2 separate regions of the Mus musculus genome follow, and region 1 is linked to region 2. Evidence: chromatin contacts called from public HiChIP or PLAC-seq data. All regions are on one chromosome and are shown on one strand. The core of a region is the stretch at or near the end of the contact, and the rest is flanking DNA. Distances in the headings are between cores, read along the strand shown. Region 1 has its middle 25 kb from the start of Rnf19b. Region 2 overlaps Phc2 (polyhomeotic 2).

Region 1 (4,271 bases), core at 23-2,522, 320 kb before region 2:
GGCCTTGTCTCAAAAACAAAAACAAAACCATCACCAACAAAACAAAACAATGCCCCCCCACCCCACGCCACAAAAGAACAAAAACCAAAAACCATGCTTGATATAGTAAGTTAGGAAAACACTAAAGAAAAGTAAAACTAACTAGTAATGGACATTATACTTTTTTTTTCCTGACTTAAAAGCAAAAAACTCCTCAAACAAAGGAACAAACAAACAAAACCTCCCTACACTTAAAAATTTTCAATTTTCTTGTGGAAGAAAAACCGGAGAAAATGAAACCAATGTAATAGCCGGGCGTGGTGGCACACACCTTTAATCCCAGCACTAGGGAGGCAGAGGCAGGCAGATTTCTGAGTTCAAGGCCAGCCTGGTCTACAAAGTGAGTTTCAGGACAGCTAGAGCTACACAGAGAAACCCTGTCTTAAAAAAAAAAAAAACAAACAAACAAACAAACAAACAAACAAAAAAACAAAAACAACAAAAATAAAACCAATGTAATAAAAGGATAAGTTCAAATTCTAATGCCTCCGGATATAATCCACATAAAGGGTTTAACAGTGGAAACTTATCCCTCCCCTTGTCTGTAGACTTGGATTTAGGTCTGGCTTCTGTACTTCCTGGTTATGTCACAATCCGTTTAGTGTCTTGGAGCCTCAGTTTGGTCACCTGTATAATGGGGGTGACAATCACTGTTTCCCAGGACTGTGGCAAAGATGGAAATAATGGAAACTAATCTTGCAGTCAGGGTCTGCAAAAAGCTCAGAGTGGGGGCAAGAACTTGCCCTGGCTGACTGCTACTCGCTCTAATCTGGTCAGAGGTAACCTACCTGGCCTTGTTCTGCATCTCGCTACCCTGTTCCTTCTCCTCCCTCTGTCTTGCAGCATGTGTCTGGTGTCTGCATGTTGAGTAGTGACCGTCACTAACCATTTTATGCCCTGCTACTGGAAGCTCTTCCAGGGTAAGGGCCACATACCATCTTGTTCATTTCTCTGCTCCCGGTATCTAACAAGGTGCGCGTGACCTACTATGGCTGCTGAGAAGTGTGGAGCGAGCGAGCAAGGAAGCAAGCATTGGATAATGGGTTGTAGAAGAAAGGAATGAACATTTGGGAGACTGACTGTGACTGAAGGGCTGGCAGGCTGGGTGAGGAGGACCTGCGGATGATGTCATTCGATAGAACCACCCCCCACCCCGGCCCCTCCTACTACAGAGAGGGCCCTACCTCCTTTAACAGGCTTTGTCATAGCAGACAAGGCTCTCTGACATCTTGGGACAGGTAGGCCTAGCTCTCTGGTTACAGTACCTAGAGACGAGGCCTCCGGAAGCCCGGGAAGGAGGGAGTACAGGGGGCGTGGTGGAGCAGGGCGGGGCTGGAGGAGTGGAAACAGCCAGAGTGAGGGATGCCTCCACCCCAAGCCTGACACACTGACTGAATCAGTTGAAGTCTGACTTTGGAATGCAGTTCTCCGTCTGCAGCCCCACCTGTGGAGCGATCACTGGCCAGACTCCAGTCCAAGGCTGACTAAAAATAGTGTTGACTGGAGGCAGCAGTCTGGCTGGGTCCAAGCCCGACAGTGCTTTCGGCGAGCTCTAACCCAGACCTTCGCTTGCTTGCTGTGTGGTCTTATCTGTTTCTGGACCTGGAAATGGGGTGGAGGGGCTGTCTCTTCCTCTTTTTGATTGCTTAGGCAGCATCTTCACTTTCTCCCAGGCAACCTCCAAAAAGTCCCCAAAGCAAAAGCAAAACAAACAACTTGACGCTCTGGACTATTTTAAGTTCACTGAGCAGGTCTCTGAGAGGAACAGAGAACTCGTTGAGAAAAACTGGGGTTACCCTGAATTCGGCTCCAGCTTCAGCTTCCTTACCTATAAAATGACCAGGGATGACAGCTGCTCCCATCCCTGGGGACTAAGGCCTCTGTTTAGGAGGTGCACTGCAGGATGAGAACAGTGTGTCCTCCCCCTAGAAAAGGCTAAATGGCTTCAGAGCCAGCTCTTTCTTCCACCCTCCATACCACAACTTGAAGTCAGATGGGACCTTCTGTGACATTCCTGAGCCTGGTTTGGCCACAGCTAACAAACCAGATCGTGGGGGGGATTCTCTTCGCTGAGGGCCTGGCTGGTGTCAGGGCCTGCGGGAAGGGAGTTTTTAGAGGAGGAAGTGGTTGTGGTCAGACAGAATGATGGAGCAACTTGCTAGGATCTGAGTGGAAACCCCCAACTCCTACCGTGTTCTCATAGTGGGATGTGGGGGCAGACACTGTAGCTGCTCCACCCCCACCTCCATGAGAAAGTACCTGGTGTTCAGTCCAGGTTTCACTTGGGGCCATGTTAGAACAACAACGTAGCTGACCTGGTGAGGCCTCATACCAGCTGCTTGCCATCTTTGGCCAGGGAACCTGCCCCTCCCAAGGTAGTTTTGCATTCAGAGATGGGTGCTATCAGGCAGACCACTCTGCTTTGCTGTTCTGAGGTAAGATGCAGGGAGATGGCTCTTGCTGTAAGCTCCTGGTTTGCTGGGTGTCATGGGAGGTCCTTTCCCTTTCTGGGGGAGTGACAGATGCTCTGGAGTGGTAATAATATTGAGCCCAAGATGCTGTGGCTAAGGCAAGCTATTTTGTAAACCCTGGGCTGTTGGACGGTTCTGTCTAGAGAGGAAGCATTACCGAGGACGGTTGGAGGACTCAGTGGCTGCTCACTGAGGCTTAGAGAGCCTTCTGCACGTACTTCCTCATCAGCTAAGTAGGGCCATTCCCCATCGGTCCCCTTTCCTTTCTCTGTAAAAGAGAAGAGGTATGAGCTCTTCAAGGATCTCAGGCCTCTGACCTGCTCTTGAGCTGTGGCCATGGCGGGTCCCCTTCACCTCTCTGCTTTTAGTTTCTCTGTTTGTCCAATAGGTGTCTCACCCTTTCCCACTTATGGGGTCACTAAGTTTAAATGAGTGATGAGCATAAAGATTTTATTGAACAGAAAAGTGGACGCTAGCCAGATGTGAGGACCCAGGCCTGAACTCCCAGCACTTGGGAGGTTACAGTAGGAAGATGGCAATGTAGAATCTAACCTGGACTACAAGCATAAACTCTGTTTAAAAAAAAAGTGGGAGGAGAAATAGACACGAATGTATGGATGGGTTAGCCTCATGTCTCTGTACACACTGAGAAATTAGAGATGTACAACCCCAACATGTTACTGGAAGAAACCTTTAGAATAATCCCCATATGGCCTATGGCATTTCCATTGTCCCCAAGGACAAACCAGCCCCAGCTTTCACCCAGAATTCTTTGCCACTGGCATTCAGTTCTTCCTCAAGCTCTCCTGCTCTCGTCTCCAGACTTTCATTCATGAGTTCAGGTTCCCAGTGCCCTTATCTTCCGGTCTGACACACTCCTCTTCTGGGGTTCTCTAAATCAGAGGTTGCGTCCGTGTACCCAAGAGCCAGAGTCAGCAACTCTGAGTAGAGCGTCCTCAGCAACATCTCGCACATGTACACAAGCCCCCTAGTCCTGAAGACTGTTCTCTGAAAGTCACCCTTTGTGGCCCTCACGTGTACCCCCAACTGTGAGAAACACCTTGGGATACTTTGTATGGTCAGCCTTGTGCTGACACTGGAGACACACAAGTGGACATCTTTGTCCTTAGGGGTTTCAGACTGGTGGGGAAGGGACAAAGTAACCACAGATCTAAACATGAGTACTGTTTTTGTTTTGTTTTTGTTTGTTTTTTTGTCCTTCCTTCTTTCTTTTCCTTCTTTCTTTTCCTTCCTTCCTTCCTTCCTTCCTTCCTTCCTTCCTTCCTTCCTTCCTTCCTTCCTCCCTTCCTCCCTCCCTCCCTCCCTCCCTCTCTCCCTCTCTCCCTCCCTCCCTCCCCCTCTCTCTTTCTTTCTTTTTTCTTTCTTTCTCCCTTTCAGAGATAGGGTTTCTCTGGGGAGCCCTGGCTATCCTAGAACTCACTCTGTCTGTAGACCAGGCTGGCCTTGAACTCACAGAGATCTGCCTTTCTGGGTCTCCCAAGTGCTAGGATTAAAGGTGTGTACCACCACCCAGATTCCCTTAAAGACTCTTGTATGATGTTTTGAATGAAGAGTTTGTGGTTTTGGTCACCTGAGGTTGAAAAAAAAAGTCATGATTAACAGGAGACCAGCTCTGCTGAAGTGAAACCTTTGCTTCGCTGGGGTCACTGATGCTGGGTAGCCGGGGTCACTGATGCTAGGTAGCCGGGGTCACTGATGCTGGGTAGCTGGGGTCACTGATGCTGGGTAGCCGGGGCCACT
Region 2 (4,564 bases), core at 668-3,167:
CTGAGTTGACTATCTGTGCCTGCCACACCTACAATGGATTAAAAGCCTGAATGGATTTGCTTTTAACTGTATATTCTCTTAGGTAAGAAAGCATAAGTTGACTTTTTTTTTTTAACCTTTTTTGGTGACAGTGGGCATCAAAGCCAGGGCTTCACATATTCTAGGTAAGTATTGTTGTATCACCAAGTTACACCCCAGCCTGATCACCTTGGTTTTAATGTAGTCATAGATTCTCAAGAAAACTTCAGAGACCGTGTGGCGTCTACTGGATTCTCAGTGGCGTGCGTGGGTGAGGATGAGGGTTGGTGGCTGGCCACAGGGACTGTTTTTAATCTAAGCAATATGGTCCCTGCTATATTTACTTCTGTTGTTGAATTGCTCACACTTTTTCCTTCGACTAGAAAGTTTGTTTCCAGGCTTCCAGAGCTCTTGGCAGATTTTCTCATTCACAGCCAGTGCTGGGAGGTTCAGTGGGCAGGGCCGGGGGCTAGTCAGAGGCCACTGATTCACCCCCATTTGCAGAATGAATGGGCCCAGCAAACAATCAGCTTTTTTTTTTTTTTCCAATCTTCTAAATTTACTCTCAAGTGTGGAGATCCCAGGCTCCTGTCCACGAGGTTAGGGGGTCCTTCCACTCTCCTGCGGGGCTCGGAGCTTGGACACAGAACAGGCCACAGTGTCACCCTCCTTTACCTCCCCAGCCTCTGGGAACTCAGAGGAGTCAGAAAGCTTGCCCATATAAGTTAGCCAAGGCCTCCTGAAGGATTAGAGTCAGCTTCCTGCCTCTCCTCTGCCTGTGGCTCTCCCAAGCTCTGGCTGGCCACATCCCTTTCACTAACTTTGGGGATCCCAAAATAGTCCATCTACCAGTCCCCACCCATTCAGGGCTAAGGCTGTGACCGGTTCCCGGAGCCGGGGCTGTGTCGGTGCAAAGGCTTAACCCTAGGGATGTGGTTTCTAAAGTCAGACTAAGCATGAACCGGAGCCTGGGGCTGGCAAACACCCCAGGACTGGGAGGGGACAGGGAGTCTGGTGTCCTAACGCACATATGGGAAGGAACGTTTGGAAGCTTTGGAGGGCTCTCTTGATCCATAACCCAGACTTCATCGTGCTGGGACCTTACCTGGTGCAATGAGCGGGTGAGTAGCCACAGCAGGAACTGCCCGGCCAGGCCCTGGCCGGCCCTCCATGTTGCAGTTACCATCTCCTGCCTTGAGTGTCTCTGGCGCATTGTCAGTCCCACTAGGCTTGGCACCCGCAGGGGAACCCTGAGCCATGGTCCTGCCCTGTGGTGGGGCAGGCAGAGGCTGGCTACTGCTGGGTGTGGGTTTCAGGGCCAAGCTGGGCAGGACAGGCTGGGTGGGGGGAGGGCCCGAGGCTGCTGCTGCTGGTGTCTGCTGGGTGCGAAGCGTCAGGTTCTGTACCTGAAAAAGAGGGGCCCCGTGAGAGTCCAGAGAATGCAGGCCGGGGCAACAGCAACACACACCTGAGAGGGAGTTAGGGCAGATCCAGGACTACAGACATGAAAATGGTTTCTAGACGGAGCGAGTGAGAGAAAGAGAGATAGAGAAGAGACACCAGAAAGAGAGACGCACGGGGTGGGTAGTTAGGGGCTGAAAGAGAAGCCCGGAGTGGGTGGAGTTTGTAAAGAACACAGGAAGTATGGTTAGTGATCAGAACTGAATTCTGGGGCTGCCCGGCTGGGGCAGACAGGGGCAGGGAAGCCAGCGCCTTTCGTTCCCCACCCCTGACACTATCGGGATTCGTTGCATCCTACTGCGGCAAAGCACGGTATGGAAAAAAACAGAACAAGACTGACAGGCAAAGCAGAGGCTCAGCTTGTCCTCACAGTCAGGTTAACGCCAGGTCGTTTCCAAGACAGCCGCATGCTTACTCAGCCTGGTCCCTGCTGCCCTCTGCTGGACAATGGGGGGCAGTGCCGGACTCATAACCTAGCTTCTCCATCCTCGAGCTTGGGTCCCCCTTCTGGAGATGGCGTAGGAAGACAGACTGAGTAAGAGGTCCGTTCTCAGGTTCCCACAGACGTCTCACACAGAATAGCTCCTCTGTGCTGTAGCAGAAGGCCGGAGGCCAGCACCCATACCGTTCCTTCTCTCCGTATGCCCCTGCCTCTGATCCCCTCCCCTCAGTGCTGGCTCACGGTGCTCTCTGCTGCCTACCTATATTCAGAGGAGCCAAGAGGTGCTGAGGCCAGCTGGATGGTAACGAGCGAGTCCATTTTCTTATTGCTTCATAGACGAGTCCTACCACTGCCAGCACCCCTGCCCCTCTATGAGCTGCCCACCCCCCTGCCCACCCACGAGCCCGGGGTCCTCACCTGGGCAGGGGTAGGGGGCCGAGCAGGGGAACCAGTGCAGAGCTCAGGCTGAACAGTAGCGACGGTGGCCGTGGGCGTGAAGATGAGCTGAGGGGACAAAGGAACAGAGGGCCTAGGCTCCTAGCTACCTGCACCAAGTTACCTAGCTGGGTCTGGAATCACAGGGAACGAGGCACCTTTTACCTGCCCAGTGTAGGCTGAGCCACAGGGGAGAGCAGTTTAGCCAGGGGATGGCTAAGCAAGCGGGACCCTTGTTCTGAGGGACTCTGTTGCCTCAGAATCTGGCACTGTCTCCTCAGTCCTGTGAGGAGGAACCTTGGGCAGCTGTCATAGGCTGATCTTCCAGGTCTAAGATAGCTCTGTTCCCCAGGGCTAGATCGGAATAAGATTATCTTTCAAAAAGGATTAAATCGGTTTGCACAGTGGTCACTTTCTAGTCAAGCTCTGATTCAGCGGGGGTGGGGAGGGGAGTCTGGAAGCAGCAACAGCAGAGGAAGGAGATGGCCTGGAGCTACGGTGACTGCGTCTCATCTGGAGGGGTGCAGGTAAAGAGGCAGCACTGGCTGGCACCTTGACCTCTGTGTGGCTCTGTCTCTGCATGCATGTGGATAAGCTGGTGTCGGGGCAGGGGGCCTCCTTCATCTCAGTGCTGGGGCCTCCTGGATCACTCCCTCTGTGTACATTCTGCTCTCAGAGGGCAGCAGATGGGCATCAGGACCCCAGTGGGGACATAGAGTAAAGTGGAGTGTGGCTGCCAGTTGGCTGGGGACATGGAAGTCCAGTCATATGCTGTCTGAGGCATTGCCTGGGAAGGGGAAGAGTACCCGCAGCGACAAGCTCGGAGTCAGGAAGAAAAACTAGGGAACAAGATCAGAGCAGCCCCCGGTGTGATGCTCTGGCCTTAACAGCAAGGCAGGGAGGGACTACGCTGTCTTCAGGATGGTGTCATCATGGGTAAAAGAGAAAACCAGCTTCTCTTCAGCCTGGGCGGCACGGGCGGCACGGGCGGGGACTTGTCGGTTGGAGCCCACCACGGTTACGTGGTTGCTTCCTAGTCTGCTGTTCCCAGACCTAAGGACCCCTTAGGGGCAGACAGTGCCAGGTCAGGTATGTTCTACATGAAATAGAACGGGGCAAGCTGAGAGGACTGTCCTGGGAGCCAGCTCGTCTCTGTGGAGCAGCTAGAATCTGTCTGCTCACCTGTGAGTTCTAGGCACCACCTGGGCATGCATCCTGCCCCGTCTCCCTAACTTAGTTCTGAGATGGGCAGGGAAGGGAGGCACTGTAGGGTGACTTTCCCTGGCTCCATCTTGGACCTGACCCTCCCTGATCCCTACGGCTGCCCACTCAGCCCTCAGGCTTCTTCCACCCCCTTCTTCCTGCTCCTGGTTCCTTGCGATCTCTGCTCCTTTCTCTAATCTCCTATCTTTCCTGATTGTGTCCCTGAAGTCCAGGAACACACCCAGGACGCACATACTCACCATCTGCGCCCTGAGGTACATCTGTGCTTGGCTGGCAGTCAGGGCAGGGGAGGACGTGTTGCCCAAGAGCACGGCCTGCTGGGCAAGGCCCGAGGCTGCGGCTGAATTGACACTCTGTGCCCGGTTGATAAGCTGGGCTGCTGCCGGGGAGGCTGCCAGATTGAGCTGATGAGAGAGATGTGCACATCAGAAAACAGGAGGCTGGGCTAGCAGTGTCCCAGGAGGCCAGGCAAGCAGTCCCCTGTATTTTGCCTCCCTCTCTCCTGTTCTATGGCCTACGTGGCGGCCTTTAGGACCATCTCATGCACTTGGCTCTGGGTGGTTCCTCTAACTTTGCCCCAGAGCTGGCTTGGACACACAGCTGCGGGCTGGACCCTATGGTGCAAGCACAGTTAGCAATTGAGCCTTGACACCAGAAAGATGATGGGGTGTTAATAGCAGAGCTAGAAAGAGCACACCCATTTTTTTCCTGGCAGGAGCAACCGATCCCAGCTATGACCCTACATGGCTAAGGCATCCCCACAGCTGGATCCAGATAGTAGGGAGAATCGTAGGCAACAGGCAGTCCATGGATGTGGACTCTGCCGGCCATTCCCATACCATACTCACTGAAGAAGACTGGGCAGGAGCCTGTGAGGACACACTGCTACCGGGAGTACTTCCTTGTCTGTTGGCCACCAGGCTTGCCTGGAAAAGGACAAACTTTGGTCATTAATGTCTTCCACCTCAGTGATTTGCGGACCCC

The links. HiChIP or PLAC-seq counts read pairs in DNA pulled down with a chosen protein or histone mark.
Region 1: an H3K27ac HiChIP or PLAC-seq map of T-cell acute lymphoblastic leukemia shows a contact between it and region 2, with 7 times the contacts expected there. The contact joins two enhancer-like sites. A contact is called at or near these places in 6 of 115 datasets of contacts at active chromatin or transcription factors (CD8 T cells, T-cell acute lymphoblastic leukemia, embryonic hindbrain and 3 more).

The regions. Positions count from the first base shown.
Region 1 is chr4:129,030,767-129,035,037 of GRCm38.p6, reverse strand. No RefSeq gene overlaps it. Among named protein-coding and RNA genes, the nearest start is that of Rnf19b, 25 kb to the left of the region's middle. Within about 2 kb of position 1,272, at least 304 of the 459 cell types and tissues checked have an H3K27ac peak or open chromatin away from gene starts, as enhancers often do. A contact at or near this core is called in CD8 T cells, T-cell acute lymphoblastic leukemia, memory CD8 T cells and 1 more, where this site is marked.
Region 2 is chr4:128,708,919-128,713,482 of GRCm38.p6, reverse strand. It overlaps Phc2 (polyhomeotic 2), which reads right to left. Exons shown (of 15, transcript NM_001195130.1): 4 at 4,429-4,506; 5 at 3,820-3,984; 6 at 2,339-2,425; 7 at 1,124-1,424. Among named protein-coding and RNA genes, the nearest start is that of Gm33712, 16 kb to the left of the region's middle. Within about 2 kb of position 1,917, at least 184 of the 459 cell types and tissues checked have an H3K27ac peak or open chromatin away from gene starts, as enhancers often do. A contact at or near this core is called in CD8 T cells, T-cell acute lymphoblastic leukemia, memory CD8 T cells and 1 more, where this site is marked.